Linked DNA regions of Mus musculus: region 2 is linked to region 1. The links are chromatin contacts, called in public HiChIP or PLAC-seq maps. All regions are on one chromosome and are shown on one strand. Each heading gives the region's core, a stretch centred on a gene start, on an enhancer-like site or on the middle of the called end of the contact. The rest is flanking DNA. Distances are from core to core; before and after follow the strand shown.

Region 1 (7,498 bases), core at 2,628-5,127:
TGCAACAAGTGTCTCCTGAATCAGTCTTCACAGTGTGTGGTATTCTTCATCTGTAGGTTGAAGAAAAAGTCCCAGTCAGTGGATATTACTGCTCCAGGGTTCAACCCTTTAGGTGGTGCAGGGAAGCAAGCACCACAAGCCAGCAAGCCCCCGGCACCCAAGACCCCCATCATCGAAGAAGAACAGAACAACTCAGCAAACACCCAGAAGCATCCTTCCAGAAAAAGTGAACTGAAGAGGTTCTATACCATTGGTGAGTGCAAGAGCTTTTACAAGTGAACTTGTGCCACTTGGACAGCTCTGTGGATGGATGCAGGATTTGCTCAGTTAAGTTAAATGACTCACTGTTGAATAATTGTGTGTCTTTCTGATGGTTTATGTGGACATTTTCTTATATGGTCTAAACATGGAGATGAAAGATGCAAAACTACTAAAGTCTTAAACAAAGTTGGGTAAGAAAGTGGGCTCGGTGGCCATCTATAGCTGAACAGAAGAGAAATACTTTTTCAGAGTCTAACCTTATGCATTACTATTTTCATTTTAGCCATCCTCAGCCCACACTGTTCTTATATTTTGCTTTTGTTCTTTTCATTTTCCCTCTGGGCTTCTAAGACTCTGACCCTGTTCTGTCAGGTTGTAAAAACAGTGGCTGATGTCAGCTTATCGTGGAGCCTTTATGAAGGGAGAAAGTTCTTGTATTCTGAAGAAAACCAAGTTACATTTGAGAGGTGTTTGGACTTCTCACATTGCAAACTCTAGGGGTATGGAGTCCAGAAGTAATCATATCACAACACACTAGGCTGTGAACAGGGTCTTGTAGTTATTAGGTTCCTGTGTCCCCAGAGAGAAGAGTGCTCAGGAATTTTGAACTTTGCTGGAGACTGTTATATAACGGGACTAAATCCATTGAGCTAAAAACTTCTGTATACCTGCCTTTCCAGTGGGTCCTTGAATAAGCAATTCTTCAAAAGTAACAGTTTGCAGCATTTCAGGTAAATTTAAGATGAAAAGCTTTGTACGTGGGTACACGGCAGGTAGGAAGTTGTGGATATGAAGTAAGAAGATGGCTACTTGGTCCTGCATACTTCTTAATTTGGAGAAATTTGGGTATGTTTGATCAAATAGTGGAAGCTGGGGCTTAGACAATCAAAATGCTATTGGGGAAGTTGAATATTTCTGGCACCTGAAATCCCACAGTCTCAATATGGAGTGTTTGCCTGAAATGACAATATTTTTTCTCAGGTATTTCAGATACTTACATATTTATATATTCAAACATACATTAAATATTTTATATTATACATCATAACCAGGAAAGTAGGTTTCTAGTTCTAAAATCTGGGGCATGTTCTGGTTTCTTATGAGGCATTGCTTCCTTCAAACTTGATGAAATGCCTCACGTAGGCTGTGTGCTCTTTCGGAATTTGCTGGTTGAGACTGCTTTCCATTGCTTCCCCTTCCTTGGTCTTCTCATAGCTTTCCGTGTTCTCGATGACTTTCTCCAGGCTTTAAAAAAATAATAAACATGTAGAAAACATAGTGTTCTAAGGGGTATCTATCATCAAAGACTTTTGATTGATATAAGACAGTAGAGCAGACAGGTGCATATTTCCACTTTCAAAATTTAATGTTAGCACATTTCAAAAAAATGAATCAACCAGAAAATCCCATAAGGCGTATGTCACTGCCTCTTTGCCAGGGTCCTTTGCTCCTGCTTTTTGTCACATATGCAACCTTCTATACATTTCTGATTTATGAACTGATCAGGAAGAGTAAGTGTTTTGCCTTCAGAAAATAAAATTTGTCTTATAAACTCCTTATTCCATCTAAATAAGACAAAAAGGTTGACACACTAACAAGCTTGGACCATAGTGGATAAAAATCCCAAGACTATAGAAAAATAGAAGTCTAGAAGTTAAATTTCAGGACAGAGAAGTAAGCTGTGGGTTATTTTCTTGTTGTATTTACTCTGTGTGCATGCTTGTGCACACATTTATAGGGTGTAGTTACCTGTGTATGCACACGTTTCTGCATGTGGGTATTGGGTGCACTTGTCTATGTTGTACATGCACTTGTGCATATGTATATTCGCTGTACTTACTTGTGTGTGTATGTGCTTGTGCATGTGTGTATTGGCTGTACATACCTGTGTGTATATGCTTGCCCATGTATATGTTGAGTAGACTTACCTGTGTGTGTACATGGAAATCCAGAGGTTGACTTCAAGTGTCTTTTTTATTGTTCTCCATCTCACTTTATGAAACAGGATATCACCAAGACTGGCTTATCTCTACCCGACTAAGTACAAGTGTTACAGGCATGTCCTACCACACCTAGTTTTTGTGTAGTTCATGGGGATCTAAACTCTCATGCTTGTGCTGAAAGCACTTCACCCCCTGAGCCATCTTCCCAGCCTCATGGCAAATTTTTAATTCATGAATTTGCAATGGTTTGATTTCTTATCAGTTTCAAAAACATGTTTAATTACTGTGTTGAAAGAGTTGTTTGGATTCTCAGCTTTAATTTGTCTCTGTAACCTCTCTTCTAATTTGACTCTCAAAGCATTATTTTTAAAACTAAAATATATCAACTATGTAACTGAAAGTTCATTTCATAAAACAAATCTATTTCCGTATCCCTTCATTTAAAAAGTACCGTTAGTAAAAAAACAACAGCATTTTAAAACTCCATGTGTGTTACAGTTCTCTTCTGCAATGGGGCAGAAAGAAAAGGGGATTTATTAGAATGACTGACAGACTGTGGTGGACTGTCCCGTCTGCTCTTGACCAGCAAGAACAACACGACACAGTCGGATTCTTGCCTCGATACTTCTATGGGACCCCAGGCGCCCAGGGAGGCCTGCTTATATGCACCCCAGCACAGGAGAAGGCTCTGTGGCCCCCTCTGATTGGTCAGTCAGCCGGCACTCAATTTGCATGCACCCACTTGGGAAGGGTTGGCACCAAATTTGAATTGACGCCTGCGCAGTGGTGTTGTTTATGACAAAGGCAACCGGAAACCGGCACCATCTTGGAGTTGGCTTCCCACAGTGGACCACAGTCCAACAATGGCTAGCTACTGAGAGAAAGTCTAAGTTTTCAGTAATTGTTCAGTCTGCAAGTCTGGGTGTCTCAGTTGGTCTTCAGTATACTCCAGAATCCCACAAAAGTGGACTCTAATGCCGGTGAAGGAACGGACTCTCCAGTGTGAGCCAGAGGAAGCAGGCAAATAGCAAAAGTTTCTTTCTTCCTTGGTCATTATCTAGTCTGCCATGGCTGGAAGGTGTAGCCCAGATTTAAGGTGGAACTTCTTCTCTCAAAGAATCAGGATTTAGGGTGGGTCTTCACATTTCTAAAGATCCAATCTAGAGAACTCCCTCACAGGTGTACCTAGCCACTTGGCTTTTAGCTAATTGACGATGGAGTGCGGATGACAATCATGAATAGCCATCACAGGATGAATTAGGAATTTCATATTCCAGAATAAAATAAGTCCCTCTATCCTATCTCAGGTAATCCTCAGAACAATTCTGTTACACTCTGTCTATACAGATGAGGAATCATGTCTAAAAGATGCAGAAGAGGTAAACATGAACCATACATGACAGGCTCTGCAGGCAAAATTCGTTCCCCATTTTAGGCCTGAAGAGGCAGATCTGTCATTGAACAGGAGGACAGCCATTCCTCATAGGGGTTGAACAGAGATAGTCTATGGGTGACATAGTACAGTGACATTTCTAGAGGTAACACAGTGTCCTAAATAATCTCATGGAAAGAAACTGTACCCATCAACCTGTAGACCAGCCAGCCAATATGCCCTTTCTTTGCAGGGTACCTTTCAGTGTCTCAATTCAGGATTTGTACAACTGAAAATCCCAGGGATCCCTCTGGTGGTACAGTGCAGTACTACAACTAAGTCGATCCCTGGCCCTCTACAATTCACTGTATTTGAATCAAGCTGGAAGAATTTTTATTTTAAGAAAAGCTAGAACAATTTGAAATGCCTCTTTAGGTTAATGAGAGATGTAAATAGCTTCTCTAGGAATTGATTTTTGACCTCAGTTATCTTTCACAAACTTCTGTATAGCATCTATTTCCTACTGAGAGAACCTTAAGAAATAGATTATGCCTTCTTTGCACACATGGCTGTCCTTAATTAACCCTAATAGAAGGTGTTCATTAAAAGTAGCATCATATCAAAAATTGATAGCATGCAAACTCACTTTTTATAGAACAATCAGTCTTTGAATTCGTATAATAAAATTTCACTTATTTAGAATAAGTAGAGGGAAAGCTAGCTACTCTGTCTATATGAAGCCTCAATCTTCATTTGAACCTTTAAAAAGTAAAAATAAGTCACTAGATGAGTACTGCATTTTAGGTAAGAATGTCTCACTCTCCCCTCTCCCCTCTCCCCTCTCTCCCCTCTCCCCTCTCTCCCCTCTCCCCTTTCTCCCCTCTCTCCCCTCTCCCCTCTCTCCCCTCTCCCCTCTCTCCCCTCTCTCCTCTCTCCCCTCTCCCCTTTCTCCCCTCTCTCCCCTCTCCCTTCTCTCCCCTCCCCCCCCTCCCCTCTCTCCCCTCCCCCCCCCCTCTCTCTCTGTGTCTGTGTATTCTGCTCTGTTCTGCCCTAGACAGCTTCTCTTGCTACTCATAAAACTCTGGTTGAGGCAGCTCTCTCTTCAGGTAAAAATTCTACAAGATATCTGGATAGCTCATGTTTTTCTGACCAATGTTAGAAAAACTGCTACAAAAGAACTATTAAGTCATCTGACCAAGTCAGAAATCCTGTTAAGAAAAAAACTCATCAAGAGCCGCTTTGCTCTCCAAAGATCTCCAGACTGCTCAGCTCTCACTAGCGAAAATTATAGAGAACTGCTACCACTTTCTGCTAGTTCATCCCATGAAGACCAAAAGCCATTTTTAAATTTACATATCAATTCAGTTCTTTATTCCAGGCTCCCTTTTGATTATTCTATGAATCTACATACTGGTGGCCCCAGCCCTTTGATTCTTAGGAAACAGCAAGCATAAGTTTTCTTTTAAGATAGCAAAATCATTTAGAGATCTGATTGCCTCAGTTACACAAAGACGCTAAACTAGCTGGGTGGGACCCTATCCTGAAATTACCATATGTACCACACCTGGGGCTAACCTTGCCATGTCCCAGGCTGACCTTGAACTCAGGAATCTGCCTATATTTGTATCTGCTTGCCTTTGTATCTTTCTGATAAGTTGACTCATTAATGCAACTCCCTTTGTTCCTTTAGATTCATGAAGTTCTCATAATTCATATTGCGTCCTTATTTTTGCATAGTTGAGAAATTATATATTTTCAAACTCATGTATTTAGAGCTCTTCTCCATAACCTTTAGGGCTGAAAGTCCCAGTGCTTGCCATTTGCTGAGACATAGCCACACCTTCACCTCCTGGACTCCTGCTGTCTGATTATCAAGGAGTCAATAACATTAACAGAGAAACCATTCCTCGGAGGAATGTGAAATAATATACATTGTTACACAAACAAGTGTTATGCCACTACAGTCATCAATACTGCTGGAGGCTCACACTGGGATTCTGTCCTAGGGGCAGGAACCAAGTCTCTCTGTCCCCACCAGGGCCACGCCTGCTCAGCAGCCAAAGAAAGTCAAAAGCTTGTGGGTTCAGCTGGGTGGAGTATAGTGAAATTAAATATCAGAGAGAATTTAACAAATTCTAGAATGTCTACAGTTTTTATTTTTCTAAATATAGCTGTTGTCTGTCTAGAAGAGTATAGATGTCACTTTGCCTCTGTAGAATGTCAAGATTAGCAGACATTCAAAGTGACTTTAATCAGTTGACAGTTGAAGTATGGTCACTCAGTGGGGTCTCTCTCTCTCTCTCTCCCTCTCTCTCTCTCTCTCTCTCCCCCCCCCCAAAGACTTTAAATTCAAACTCCATTTTAGAGAACCTGACCTAAGTTTGAACTCAGGTAGACTAACTGCTAACTAGCATTAGTTTCCAAGTTGTCCCCAAGAAAGCCTGAGCCTAGCTTCAGTCTCTAGGCTAATCCCCAACAAGAGCAGAGTTTCTAGGTAATTCCCCCAACAAACCTGCACCCCCAGGTTACAAGACCTAATGGTCCCTTCCTAATGACCACCAATGCAGAGTAGAGCAGAAGTAAAGTTTATGATCTGACTCCCAGCACCAGACAACTAGGTTGAAGGCCACAACAGCTTTCCAATTAGATGCTTATGCATGTACTCCCTGCTTACTGCTTACTATAAAGCTTTGCCCCAATAGACAGTCTGGGCTCCCCGACCACCAAAACTGGCCTGTGTGCTGGTGGTGCGTAGGGGGTGGGGGTAGTGGGTGAATTAGCTCAAATAGAATAAAGACCCTGCTGTGAGTTGCATCTGATTAGCTCTTGTGTGTGTTTTTTGGGGATTACTAACATTTTCCTGGTCTCTCTCTCTCTCTCTCCCTCTCTCCCTCCCTCCCTCTCTCCCTCTCTCCATCTCTCCCTCTCTCCCTCTCTCCTCCCTCTCTCTGTCACAAGAGCAGTCAGATTATTGAAGAGGAACTTGATCTCGCAGATGAATGTTTAAGTAGGACCTCCTCACTCCTCCTAGCTAAATGACCATAAATAGGCTATTTAGGGTGTCAAAGCTCATTGTCTTTCATTGGAAAAGGAAACAAATCTGATACTTACTGAAAGGGTTGCTTTGAGATATAAATGAAAATATTATGTATGAAGTGCTTATAATAGCCCCTGGAGCTTAAAGATTCCAATAAATGTAAGTGAACTTCTTGCATGTGTAATGGAGGTAGCATGGCCCTGCCCTCATGAACCAAACTTCCTATCTTGATAACGTGCAGAGTTTGTCCATTTTTTCCCTGTTGAAAATCATACAGTGTCTCTCATTCCTATCAAGATGAAGTTGATACTCTATAAAATGCCCATGTCCTGGCTCTGCCTACTTTGCATCTTCATTACAAATCCCAACCCTGTAATCCCGGAGTATCAAATACTTTATAGTGTAGTATCCCCAAAATGCCAATATTTTATATGTATTGTGTTCAGTATCCTCCAGCTAGCTTTCTACCATCTTCTCTTTTAGCTTCTGAACAACTTTTGTTAGGGTTTGGGAATTGATAACGACCCCAGACTCAAATACAATAACAGAGCATTTACTCTGCAGAAACAGCCAGCAAAATGGCAATGACCCCAGACAAAGGCATGCAGGCCTTCTTTTTTTTTTTTAAGATTTATTTATTTATTATATATGTAAGTACACTGTAGCTGTCTTCAGACACACCAGAAGAGGGAGTCAGATCTCGTTACGGATGGTTGTGAGCCACCATGTGGTTGCTGGGATTTGAACTCAGGACCTTCGAAAGAGCAGTCGGGTGCTCTTACCTGCTGAGCCATCTCTCCAGCCCTGCATGCAGGCCTTCTTATAGGAAACTGGGGGAACTGTCTAGAAGAATTAGGTAATCTCTAATGTGATTGGTAGGGGCTA
Region 2 (7,319 bases), core at 110-2,609, 370 kb before region 1:
AGTCTAATTGCTTAACATTAGATGATATAAGTCAAACACGTCAGATAAGCTGCCTGGGAGGCCGGAAGAGGAGTCATCTGCATGATGAGGAAGCATAGGAACTTTTAAAGCTTTCTCAGTACTGTTTGGAAAGGCTAAAGATGGGATGAATAACTGGTTCTTCTCAAAGCAAAGCCCAGATGCCAGTAAAAGCAAGACAGAACAGCATGTGGCCTGTCACAGAGCTAGGCAGGATTCTGGACCATGCAGAGATCCTCAGCACAGGAAATAAATGTGGACTGTATTTAAATTAAAATGTAAATCGATCTGTTTTTTGAGCTCAGTCCCACTGCTGTGGAGAAAATGGATTAGAGAATATCCAATGGGGCAAAATGCTTATGGTTTCTGTTAAATAACAAAACTATGTCATCCACTGAACTACCATCTATCAGATAATGAATATCACTGTATCTCTTCTGTTTAGGTGGTCTTCCTAAACTATGTAGCTGGCCAATAGACGACAGTCAAGTTTAAAAAAGACTTGCCAGAATTTTTTGGACCAGCCAGCAGGTGAAAAATGACACACAGAGACTTACTAATTTTATGATAGCTTATGCCTTAGCTTAGGCTGCCTCCCAGCTAGGTTCTCTAACTTAATTAACACCACTATTCTAGTCCCCATCCCACTACATGGTCCGGTACCTCTCTCACTCCAGGTACATCTGACCTCTTGTCCTGCTGACAAATTTTCTCCTGCCTCATTCTTCTCTCAGAGATCCTCTCTCAGACCAGAAGTCCCACTTTCCCTTTCCTGCCCAGCTATTGGCTGTTTATATCTCTATTAAACCAATCAGAGGCTGAGGGATGAAGAATGTTTACAGGATATGGTGCAGGTGCAGAGTCATAAGTAAACAATAGCAAAGTCTGCCAGTACTCAGCCCAGAATTAACAATTTAGTACTTAGCTAGCAAATTAATAATTGGATAATACAAAGACAACCCTCACACAGTACACCCCATCCCATGACTCCCAGAGAACCTGCCATTTGTGTATGCACCAGTGGCTGTATAAGAGGACTCTGTTCAATGTCACAAACTTCCTTTCCTTTTAAATTCCATGGGATGGATTTCTGCTCAGTTTTCTATGTCTAGGGCATTCCTGAGATGGAAAGCATAAGGAAGGGCCTAGTGGCCTAGGATTCTACTTTGCTTGGGCTCTGCACGCACCACTCTCTAACAATGCACCTAGCAATCTTAGACTCCCACTTCCATGATGCTGTACGTATACCAACTTCAAACAGTGGCATGGATTCCTTCCCCTGGCGAACCAACAGTTACCCTTTTCCCATTCACACCCATACCCTTTTCCTGTTCACACCCATCTGGAAACACATTCCAGGACGATGAGTCAGTCCAGCCTGGGCTGATTTGGTGAGTATGAGCAGCAAGACAACTTTTGTCATCTGTTTGAACTTTTTGACTTTTGGGGAACTATATTTACTATCTTATGCATAATCAGATATACATATAATTAACATCAGAAGCGTTTTTAGGAAAGGACATGGGCAGTACAGATAAACTTAAATAATGCAAGCTTATCAATCTAAACAGACAGTCACCCTCTCTATGTCTCCTTCCAACCAAACCTCCCATTCTCCTGAACTCCATGAAAGGAAATTTCAAGCAATAACTAGACCTCAGGATTCCTTTCACACTCAGTACTTCTCTGCTCACCTGCAAGTTATTTCTGACCCATTCTATCATTTTGCTTTTAAGTAAAGATTCCTTAGTGCCTTATAATCTGTGTGCCACTTCTCTAAGAGCCTGGGAGTAACTGGTTTAGACAGCAACCACCACTCTCAGTTACATCAATGGTGTGGGTTTTCAGTTACCTTGTTTTTTGGTCTTTTTGTTATTTTTGTCTTTTTTATTTTTCAGAGCTGAGGACTGAACCCAAGGCCTTGTGCTTGCTGGGCAAGTGCTCTACCACTGAGCTAAATCCCCAACCCCGAGGCCTGGGTTTTCTAAACCTCAAAGCCCACCACTAATGACATACCTCCTCAACAAGGTCACACTGCCTCCAATATGGCCACACCTCCTGATCCATCTCAAAAAGCCCCCCCCACCACCACCACCAATTAGGGACCAAGCATTTCAATATGTGAGTCTAGAAGGGCCATTCTCACTCAAACTACCACACAACTATTTGCCTCTTTAAAGACTAAGATTAAAAAGAAACAGTTTTTTCTTTATATTTAAAAAAAGCAGTTAATGTCTTCCTATACTCATGACTTTGGCTTAATTTGACAGCAAATACTTTTCTCAGCTTCTTGGGGAATGGTTGAGAGGAAGTTAATTATGTTTCTATGGTGGTGGACCTTTGGGAGGAAAGAAAAACCTTATATCTGTCTCCCTCATTCTGTAATATCCTTTCTAACTAATGATACAAATTGACCTAAATCAACCAAATTAGCAGAAAACATGTAGGAGGTTAGAGTATATGCCCTTGTGTGATTGCTACTGCAAAATTATGAAACACATCCAATTTTAAACCAAACTTGAAGTGAGGTGAGTAGATGTTAAGTAATTCCGTATACCCTCTCAAAATGTTTCAGTGACAAATTCCATCTTAAACAGTTAGATGATTATAAACCCTGAAATTAAATTTCAGGATGAATAATTAAGCACAGTTCTTCAGAGTCTCCAGAAGAAATCACATTTATCTACAGCACAAACACTTGAAGTAATCGATTGGGAGTCAATTGGCAAGGCACTGAAGAATAATTTTCAATTCTGAAGGAGCCATTTTCACTTCAGCTGGCATGATGTGCCTAATAAATAGCCCCTCTTGGTTCCATTTGGGAGTGAAGGTGGATTGTTTCCTTTGTTCTGGAAGTGTTGTTTTGTTTTTCAATGTGTGTGTATGTGCGCAAATGCATGTGTGTGTGTGTGTGTGTATTTGCATGTGTGCCTGTGTGTGTGCATGTGTGTGTGTGTGCTCATGTGAATTCAGGTTCCTGTAAAGGCCATAAAAATGTGTTTTATCCCTTAAAGCTGGAGTAACAGATGGTTGTGAGTCACTAATTATGAGTGCTGGGCACCAAACTTTGGTTGTCTGCAAAAACATTATCTGATCTTAAAGCTGACCCACCTCTCTAGCCCTTGTTCTGGTATTGCTCCACAATGTGGTGAGTAAGTCCTCATTTGCCTTTAAAAAACTCTTGTATAAGACAGTTCAACCTAACTTGTAAAACCGTGTGAACTGTAATTTCCTAAAAAGGCCATATGTCACACGCCTTGAAGATTCCTGAAGAGTGGGAGGTGTGAGTATATATCCATAATTGAAGATTTGGAATTTTTGCAGATCCTGAACAAAAACACCTTGGGCTATCTTCAGTACCTTCTATTGACACTTACTGGCAATATAAGTAAGTGACCTATAAGACCTAGTATCATTTTAAATATCAGGTAGAACTTTTAGAATATATTAACTTAGCTGACTACTAGTTTCTTCTGGCCCTTAACCTAAGACTGTTACAATGTAGAAAAGATTTCTTGTCATTGACCTTACCTCTGATACCCACCAAAGTATTTGTAGCTTTACTTTTTTCGGTGGCTATAACCTCATCTGCAGTGGAACATGTCATTTGGGACAACATGAATTTATTCTCAGGTCATACAGGTAATACATAGTTGACCCAGAAGAAACCATCTCTTCTCACCTTGAGGGCCATAGGTAGGTTCACATCACTGATAGCAGCTGAGATCAAAGTCCTTCCCATTTACATGACTGTCCTTTTAGAGCTACGATTAAAAACAATGAAAAGGTAATGTTAAAATTTTACTCTAGAGTTCAGGAGATAGCCAGTGTGATAGTATTACCCAGAGCACAAGTCATGACTTTTGAGAAAAAGAAAGCAAAACAAAAGAAATAATAATTTAACTGTGACTCACAGCAACTGAGTTAGTTCATTGGTCTAGTTAGTAGGGAAGTAGGGAAAGAACAAAAAAAGATTATGTCACAGTTTTTACTTTATAGGAATAGTCACTCATTGTATTTATCCCATGGACATTTAGAAAAGAGCTAAACATGGACCACAGGATCCCATGTCAGCATCTATATCAACACTAGTCCTAACTCTAAGTTACCTCAGACTAGTAACCTTCACTCTCAGTTTTATTAGTTATAATATAGAAAGGGTAAGTTAGCTGTGCTCACCCTTCCTTCTGGCTCTTCAAGGCCTGTAATTCTCAGTGTACTGGTTGTCACCAAAGGCAAAGAGAGCATCTGTCCTTCTCCATTCCTGGCCTCTTGCTTTCTCCCTGTTCTGCAGTCCTAGTGTTCACAAAGTGACCAGTGTTCCCCCCTGCTCTGTTCATTGATTCTGCTCTTCTGGGAGGCCAGGATCCCACAGAACCACAACAATACACAGCTCTTCTACATCTTTGTTTTACTGGTGTGAGAACTGTTTTGGACTTTTCACTGGTTAGTTTTTGACAGCTTGACATAGACTAGAGTCACTTGGAAAGAGGGAACATCAGTGCCTCCATCAGCTTGGCCTAAGGGCAAGACTATAGAACATTTTTTTTTCATTAAAGATTAATGTGGGAGGACCTGGTCCACTGTGGCAGTGTCGCCCCTAGGCAGACAGCCTTGTATCATGTTTGAAAGCGAGCTGAGCAAGCTATGGAGAGCCATGCCTCTACAGTTGTTGCTTCCAGGTTCCTGCCTTGGCCTTTTGCCCTGACTTCCCTCCATGATGGACTTCAAACAAACTCTCACCACCCCTAAGTTGTTTTTTGGTAGATGTTTTATTACAACAAATGCTAAACAAGCTAGGGCAGATCTCTACATCTATACGGAATAGATGTACAGTGTCTGAAGCCATTAGCTTTAAAGTAACCTGGTAATACTGGTTCTCCTAACATCAGTGTAGTACCACTATTGTATATGCAAAACAGTTTGCTGTTTTCCAAACACGTGCTTCCTTCTAAATGTGGAAAAATAGGGGAAATGGCTGTAGCCATGAATTCCATTTTCTGGCCTCTTGAACCTAGCAAAGCCATGCAATCAACTGTGGTTTCTTCTTGTGTCAAAGTAATTTTATATATATATACACACACACATACACATATATACATATATGTATATATATTCTAATTATACAATATAATGTAATATATAATTATATTGAAGTATATACTATATACTATATAAATAAATCATATATATATATGTATATATATATATATGAATGGCTTGAGCAATATGTGTAAAGGTTTACTTCCAAGGCAGCAGTCATTTTTATAGCAGAGGCATTGTCTGTCACTAAATTCACATCTGTTGCATTTTACTAGGCAACTAGCTGGAAGCATCCCTCCATATTGTCATCCTTTTATCTCTTCAGGAAATTGCAAGTGTTTCCTTAGCGATTTATAGGCCTGCCTCTGAGAGTTACCCCTTTAATATCCTCTAATCTTCCTGCTGATATGATCTATAAATGCTCCAAAGCCTCGGGGCCATCCATTACTGAACTATGAAACCACTAGATATTTCAAGCTTTTGACCTGGGGCATCCAGTATGACAGTAAATAGGATTACAGCAAGTTCCAAGAGGAAGAAGCTTGGTTCTCAACTGCTGCTGTCATGCATGGACTGGACCCCCTGGCGTTGCCTTTATTTTACTTAATGAGGCTATCACCACATTATGTGAGGCTATCCCCTCTCTGTTTGTCTGTCCTTCTTAGTATTCAACATGATTTACAGATGGTATGTGAATACAAGCAATTACTTCAGTAGGAACTGTAAAAAATGGTGATTTAAAAAAAAACCAAAATATTAGTCTTCCAAGGAAAATTATGTCAGTGAATATCACATGTCTGATGCACTATACAGCTATGATTCTGTACAAACTCTGTTCAGACTCTGAGTGCTCTCCTTTAGGGCCAGAAACATGTTATAGCACAGCTATGAGCCTCAGGAATGAAGAATTCTACTCTTAAGTAAATTTTGGAAACCTTAAATGTTAATGATTTTAGCACACTGCTTTATTTAACTTTATTGGAATTTTTTATATGTATTCAAACTAATATAGTCAAATTGTCCAAATATATTTGACCATCTATTTGCACAGGTACATGTAAATATGTATAGTTTTTACACACACACACACACACACACACACACACACACACACACCCATACCCCCCACCCTATATATACACTCATCATTTCCTAAAACTTTCTATAGATTTCTTACTGGCAATGCTTAGCTGGTGGATGAGATTCTTTCTGGTATATTATATATAATATTTGTTGTTTTTATCTCCTTGACTGATTTGCTTTGCCTTAACTGCCTATGTATTTTCAAAATTAGAAAAGTAGAAAATCCAGGAGTATTTTCTAGGTTACTGTGTTGATTTGTCCAAGGTTTCAAATATTTTGAATTTTGTCTTTTGAATTCAGTGTATATTGAATTCAAATGAACAGTATTCCAGTGCTTTTGAGTCTGGTATCTCCATGTAAAATCTAGAGACAATGTCTATCAACTTGCCTGGTAACACTGCACGCTGTTGGTATATTAATATTAACTTTCAAAGAGACATCTTTACTATGAATAAATTGATTCACAAAAAAACTAAAAGAAAGAAAATTAGAAAGTAAGATTGAAGCTACACAGGACCCAGCAGTAGAGAAAAAGAGTAGTGTTGTAAGCAGCTCTGTTTCTCTGGCTGTGAAATTTGGTAGAGTACTGTCCCTGCCTCTGCAATCTAGTAGGTTTGTGCTCCTGGACATGTCCTATTTCAGTTTCTCCTCTGTGAAATGAGGAAATAGCCTAATTTATAAGTAGATTATGAAAAGTGAATGATAGTGTAGGCTAACTACACAACATCTGATTAGCAGGAGATGGTATTATGTACTCCTTTGATTTGACTTCTCTTACCAGATAAGGCATTTATAATGGATCTATTTTCCATAGTGTCTAGAAGATGGTGCCTCACCATAATTATACATCTTCCTTTTGTGTAATTGGCTGGCCTAGCATCTATTTCTGCAGCTATTTCTTATCTGGCTTTTGTTATACTGCACATTCTGATTCTAGAGTCTCCAAAATTGGGAATCTGCATGTCCAAACACTGAAGGTCCTTGTCCCCAATTGGTTTTTGATCCATCAATAAAGAGCCACTGGTCAATGGCTGGGCAGGTAGACTGAGGCAACACCTTTGGATTTGCAGGGGCTAGGAATGGGGGAAAGGAGGGAGAGATCACCGTGTCTTGTAGGGAGATGTATTGGATTGAGAGCTGCAGAAGAAAATCCATGCAGAATGTAGGTGGCCATA

The links. HiChIP or PLAC-seq counts read pairs in DNA pulled down with a chosen protein or histone mark.
Region 2: a contact with region 1 is called in a FOXA1 HiChIP or PLAC-seq map of pancreatic cancer cells. The contact joins two enhancer-like sites. A contact is called at or near these places in 2 of 115 datasets of contacts at active chromatin or transcription factors (embryonic stem cells and pancreatic cancer cells).

Annotation. Positions count from the first base shown.
Region 1 is chr15:41,653,409-41,660,906 of GRCm38.p6, forward strand. It overlaps Oxr1 (oxidation resistance 1), which reads left to right. Exons shown (of 17, transcript NM_001130166.1): 3 at 57-253. Among named protein-coding and RNA genes, the nearest start is that of Oxr1, 210 kb to the left of the region's middle. Within about 2 kb of position 3,878, at least 18 of the 459 cell types and tissues checked have an H3K27ac peak or open chromatin away from gene starts, as enhancers often do. A contact at or near this core is called in pancreatic cancer cells, where this site is marked.
Region 2 is chr15:41,285,657-41,292,975 of GRCm38.p6, forward strand. It overlaps Gm33557 (a long non-coding RNA gene), which reads right to left. Exons shown (of 6, transcript XR_875321.1): 3 at 3,701-3,782. Among named protein-coding and RNA genes, the nearest start is that of Gm33557, 11 kb to the right of the region's middle. Within about 2 kb of position 1,360, at least 22 of the 459 cell types and tissues checked have an H3K27ac peak or open chromatin away from gene starts, as enhancers often do. A contact at or near this core is called in pancreatic cancer cells, where this site is marked.